2 separate regions of the Hordeum vulgare genome follow, and region 2 is linked to region 1. A link is a contact called in public Hi-C data. All regions are on one chromosome and are shown on one strand. The core of a region is the stretch at or near the end of the contact, and the rest is flanking DNA. Distances in the headings are between cores, read along the strand shown.

What was found. A called contact is a pair of places that touch in the nucleus more often than the background predicts.
Region 2: a contact with region 1 is called in a Hi-C map of seedling, with 3 times the contacts expected there. The contact joins the promoter of LOC123399600 here to the promoter of LOC123395778 in region 1. A contact is called at or near these places in 3 of 6 Hi-C or Micro-C datasets (leaf and seedling) and 1 of 1 datasets of contacts at active chromatin or transcription factors (embryo).

The regions. Positions count from the first base shown.
Region 1 is chr5H:236,310,563-236,313,371 of MorexV3_pseudomolecules_assembly, forward strand. LOC123395778 (5-formyltetrahydrofolate cyclo-ligase-like protein COG0212) reads right to left here and starts at 1,286. Exons shown (of 7, transcript XM_045090808.1): 1 at 841-1,286. The coding sequence starts at 1,203.
Region 2 is chr5H:236,674,503-236,677,743 of MorexV3_pseudomolecules_assembly, forward strand. It overlaps LOC123399600 (60S ribosomal protein L3), which reads right to left and starts at 1,481. Exons shown (of 6, transcript XM_045093999.1): 1 at 1,386-1,481; 2 at 1,028-1,132; 3 at 465-575; 4 at 1-167. The coding sequence starts at 1,112.

The sequences.
Region 1 (2,809 bases), core at 36-2,535:
ACTGCTCGGATTAGTGCCGACAGCGCCGCCATGTCCTCGCGATCCCCCGGCTCTCCCATGCCGGACATGGCCTCCCAGAGACCCTCTGCGCGCAGGTTGATTTTCATCACCTGCGCCCACTCGATGTAGTTGGTTGACGTCAGTGTGGGGTAGACGACGTAGGAGCTTGCGCCGGCATCGCGGATCACGCGCTCGTGGACGACGACCTCGTTGCCGCCCCTCCGAATCACGCTCCTTCTGCGCGGTGGCGTCGACGGCGTCCGTGACGGCGACCTCGTTGGCGACTTGCCCCCCCCCCCCCCTTCCCCCTTCTCCACTGCCTCTCCATCCTTGTTGCTGCGGGCCATGGCGCTCCAGGAACCGCGCGAACGCTAGCTCTGATGCCAATTGTCAGCCAGCGGCAGCAAGTTTCTTCTTCGTTATTTATGCTATTGATTACAGGGAAAACAGGGTAGTGATCCGAGCTTCACGGCATGCCATCCCACGCCCGCTCGCCACCTCCCACGATGCCGCCATGCTCGCATGAACTCGTGCCATCCCACGATGCACGCACGGCGGCCTGTCTAACTAACTTAGCAAACCAGCTAACTATCAGCTAACTAACCTAGCGAAAGCAACGGATCGGCCAGTGCACAAACAAGCTCGTGCAGCAGCCGTTTTATTTGCTCTAACTGAAAACTAAACTGACGACTAAACAGGCGCAGGTTTACAGAGACAACACTCCCCAATTGTGTAATGTGACGTATGCGCGGCTGGTAACAGCAACAACAATAGACTGCTAGTTTTCGTGGTGGGGGGCTCCGTGGAGGGAAGCGAAAGGGAGACAGGGAGAGAGCGAACCGAATCGGCAGCGGCGGCGGCGCCATCGAAGTTGGGGATGCGGTGGTGGACGGGGCGGGGGTTGCGCGCGACGCCCTCGGCCTCCAGCACGTCCCACACCCGCTTTCGTATCTTCCACTTCCACGCCCTCGGGTCCGCCACCGCCTGCGCCCCCGCGGCGGTGGTCGCCATCGAGGCCCGCGCGTCGGCGTCCAGGCGGAGCCGCTCGGCCTCGAAGGCGGACTCGTCCAAGGACGACGACGACGACGACGAGCTCCTGGACGCCACAGCGACCCTGGCGCGGCGGGAGGACGACGCAGCGACAGCGGCAGCGGCGGAGTGTAGCGATAACGACGGCGAGGCCGGGAGGAGTAGGGGAGGCATGGCTTCCGCTACCACCACTCGCGTGTGTGCTTGTGGATGGTTAGCACGTGCACACGTGCACTTGGGACTCTCGTTGTGCTGCTGGCATGCGCGCCCATACCGCTCTCGCAGCGAAACAGATGAACGAGCCGTGGGCCATCTCCACTAACTACATCGAGCCTACGAGGGCATCTTCAACGGCAACAGTCCTAATGTAATGCTTGTAATTACTTGTATTAGTGTTGTCTCAAAAAAAAATTGTTGTATTAGTGAGGATCATGCATCGTGTTGAATTCTAGTAGAAAATTGAACTGAGGAATCTTTAGAAGCCTCGACAAAATGTAAAAAGGACAAAGAGCCCCCAAAAAACTGCATTCAACGTTTCCAGAATGCCTTTCAAATAATTCTGAGAATTTTAACAAAAACTATTTATCGAACCAAAATTTAAAACAATTAAAATATATATTTTATGCAGTTGAATTTAAATCATATTGTATCCTGCATTCGTTTGTGGACACTGCCATAGTACTAATATAATGCTTGTAATTAGTTGTATTCGTGAGGATCAAGCATCATGTTGAATTCTACAAAATTGAATTGAGGAATCTTTAGAGGCCTCAATTTTTTAAAAAAAGAAGGGCAAAGAGCCCCAAAAAACTGCATTCAACGTTTACAAAGTGCCTTTCAAATGGTTCTGAGAATTTTGGCAAGAACTATATATCAAACCAAAAATTTAAAAATATTTTTAAAAATATATTTTAGCAGTTGAATTCAAATCATATTGTATCCAGCATTCGTTTGTGGACAATCCCACAGTCCTAACATAATGCTTGTAATTAGTTGTATTTGTGAGGATCCTGCATCATGTTGACTTCTACAAAATTGAATTCATGAATCTTTAGAGGCCTCAATTTTTTTTAAAAGAAGGGCAAAGAGCCCCATAAAACTGCATTCAACGTTTCCAAAGTGCCTTTCAAATGGTTTTGAGAATTTTGGCAAGAACTATATATCAAACGAATATTTAAGAATATTTTTAAAAATATATTTTAGGCAGTTGAATTTAAATCATATTGTATTTGAATTGGCTTTATTTCTATTATAAAAGAAATACATTTTCAATAACTCTGAAACTTAGTGTGTAGCTTTGATTATATCCATCTAACATGCATATAAATTCTTAGAATTTTAGAAACTGATTTGGTGTTTCAATCTGATCAAAAACAATTGCAGAAAATAGAAAAAGAAAAAGAAAAAGAAAAACAGAGAGAGAAAAGGACTCACCCGGCCAAGGTGGCGGCCCAGCCCCCCAGCGCCTCCCATGTCGTCTTCCTCCATGGGGCAGTAGGACTGGGCGCATGGTCGTCGCGCTTGAGCACGCGCACCACCTCTTGTTTGCTTGTGTCCTACCCATTGCCTCTAAGCACGCCACCTACTCACGTGTCCTCTCTCTCTCTCTCACCCGCAGCTCTCCCCTCCACGTTGCTCTCTCTCCCATAGCCGCCCGAACGAGCCAGAGCGCGCCGTCGCAAAACACCACAACCACCGCCCATCGTTTCGCCCAGCCATCATGTCCATGAGCTTCGTTGCATCGTTCTTGTCCTCTCCACCAATGGGCTCGAGCCGGAAC
Region 2 (3,241 bases), core at 231-2,730, 360 kb after region 1:
GTTCTTGTAGAACCTTCTCCTCACATCTTCGCTAAGGTGCTGAGCCCAGACAGAGTTGAGAGTGCGAAGGCCACGAGGGGTCTTCACATATGCCACAAGACCAACAATGACAAGAGGAGGGGTCTCAATGATGGTAACAGCCTCACAGGTTTCCTTCTTGTGGAGCTCTGCACAATGTACCAACAACCATATGCAATACTTAAGAATCAACAAGAGCAAACAATCAAGCAAATATAACATGCAGGGCCCTATTTACAGAAGATAACTTCGGTTGGCAAATATAACATGGAAGTACTAGGTCAGCATGATAAACTAAATAACAAGCTAGCAAGTATCTACCTGACTATTGCTTCCAGCTGGTCATGCAACTGTGTTATTTACAAAAACTAGAATTGTTCCTATGCATAAATCATGTTTCAGTAATCAAACAACCATGATCGGCTTAACGGAATGGTTAGACATACTGGATCCAGGCTTCTCGACCTCACGAACAATGTGGGTCATTCCAGCCTTGTAGCCCAGGAAGGCAGTGAGGTGGCACGGCTTCTGTTGGTCATCCTTGGGGAAGGACTTCACTGCATAAGAGAAAATAAACAAGTGAGGCGGATAAATAAGATAAGTATTCACTGAACTGCACACGGAAGAAACAAGTAGTTACTAGTACAAGGTAACAACAATTTCTAACAGAATTGCCTTATTTGAACAAAGAATAGATGTGCAAAGGATTTTTAAGACCGTATTCAAGGGGAAATACTGGATCACACTACAGAAGATCGCAATGCAATTCTGGAAAGGTGTGAAGCAACATTTGCTACTATTTACAGGTTCCAATATAGGGGGGGGGGGGGGGGGGGGGGGGTCTAGAATAAACAGAAGAGAGGACATCTGAATCAAACAACCATATACAAGCACAATGAGATAAGACTATAGGCTATATGTGAAAACCACGCTCAACTACATCAGCATGGAAAGAAACGGGGCGCCATGGAATAGGTGCTCTAATGCAAGTGATACTTGGACTGCGTACCCTTTCCACGGTGACGCGAGCAGCGCTTCCTGGGGAGGAAGCCGAGGGAACCGTGCCTCGGGTGCTCAAACTTGCGGTGCGACATCGCCGCTGCTCCTTCCTTACCTGCAATGCCAGAAACAGCCAGATACCGATACCATTAGATCTACAACCATTAGAGCCGCAAACTGCAAAGACCAAACGCGACGGAGTCCCATGTCGCTCAACGCTGAACGCTAGAACAGCAGGAGAATATGGCATCCGCGAAGGAACTACACAAAAGTAATGGGCTCCGCATCTGCGGGTTTACGGAGAAACGAAAATCTAGACGACGAGACTTCGACAAGCGATCGGCGAAGAGATCGTAGCGCGTGCTCACCTGCGGTAGAGCGGCGGCGGCGGCGGCGGCGGCGGCGGCTGTGTGCAGAAGGCGAAGCGGGTAACCCTAGTGCTGCTATTTATATATCGCTGCGGAATGCGAGGGTTTGGCTTGGGTCCGACGGGAGGGAATGCCGGGCTTCGTGGGCTGGGTGCGGTCAGGCTTTTCCGGCTGAGTAAACGACCCATCCGTACTAAATTTGGGCTGGGCTGGAACCCAATGGGCATTCTTCATGTGTGTGATCACTTCCACTCAAAAAACAAAATATGTGTGTGATCACTTGGGGCGTGTTTGGATTTGGATGACTCACTAAAACAAAATATCTGAGGAAAGTGGCTATCAAGATGCGGGCTTGGCATAAGGAGGAAGTAGGGGAGAGAGCAGGAAGACTGAAAAAGGCACAGGCTAAGCTGGAGAGATGTATGTGCGCACGAGTATCCGAGTCGAATGTCCGAGAAGAGGGGAGGCTACGGGGTGTTGTGCATGACTTGGAGGAGAAGCAACATATCAAAGCAAAACAGCGGTCCCATGTTGCTTGGCTCAAGGATGGGAATAGAAACACAAAATATTTCATGGCGGTGGCTTCAGCGAGGAGGAAGAAAAACAAAATTAAGGGGCTCAGGAGGGAGGATGGATCGGTAGTGCAGGAGGGGGCAGAGCTAACCAATTATGTGTGCTCCTTTTTTCAGGACTTATTCACTACAACGGTGGGGGGGCATATGGAGGATCTCCTGCGCAAGGTGCAGCCTCGGGTAACACTCGCGATGAACACCCTCATGTCGGCTGCATTCACTAAGGAGGAGATCAAAGTTGCCCTTGATCACATAGGAGACCTGAAGGCACCTGGCCCGGATGGTATGCCCTCCGTTGTGTACAAGCGCAACTGGCACCTCATGGGGGATCAAGTAGTGGAGGAAGTCTTAACAGTGCTTAATGGCGGCGCAATCCCAGAAGGGTGGAATGACACCCTTATTGTTCTGATTCCCAAAGTTAAATCACCGACCAGGATTAAGGACTTGCGCCCCATCAGCTTGTGCAACGTGGTTTATAAATTGGTGTCCAAGGTAATCGCGAACCGGATGAAAATGATCCTGCCAGAGATTATATCTGACAATCAGAGTGCCTTTGTACCTGGCAGACTTATCACCGATAATGTGCTGATCTCATATGAGATTTCAGACTATCTCCTTCACAAGACCAAGGGGAAAGAAGGATTTGCGGCGGTCAAGGCGGATATGAGCAAGGCGTATGATCGGGTCGAGTGGAGTTTCTTGGAGGCCATGTTGTCCAGACTGGGCTTCAGCCACGAGGTGGTAAAGCTTATCATGCGCTGCGTTACCACTGTAAGATACCAAATTAAGGTTAATGGGGATCTCACTGAGCAGTTTTCTCCGACGAGAGGCCTTCGCCAAGGGGACCCGCTATCGCCGTATTTGTTTGTCATTTGCGCAGAAGGCCTGTCGGCACTCCTCCAAGAAGCGGAGGCCGCTGGGCGGATCAGTGGGGTGAAAATATGCAGCACGACTCCAACGGTGTCACACCTATTCTTCGCTGACGACTCCGTCCTACTTATGAAAGCTGAACCGAGGGAGACGGTAGTGTTGAAGGAAATCCTAGATCTGTATGAGAGCTGCTCCGGCCAGTGTATTAATACAGAGAAATCAGCGCTCGTGTTCAGCCCCAATACTACAGACGATACACGCATGGCAGTGAAAAACATCCTGGGGATCCAAAGCGAGACATGGAACGAGAAATACCTGGGCTTGCCGGTTCATGTGGGCCGTTCCAGGAGGAAAGCCTTCGCTTACATCAAAGGGGCAGTCGCGGGGAAGGTTTATGGCTGGAAGGAGAAGCTT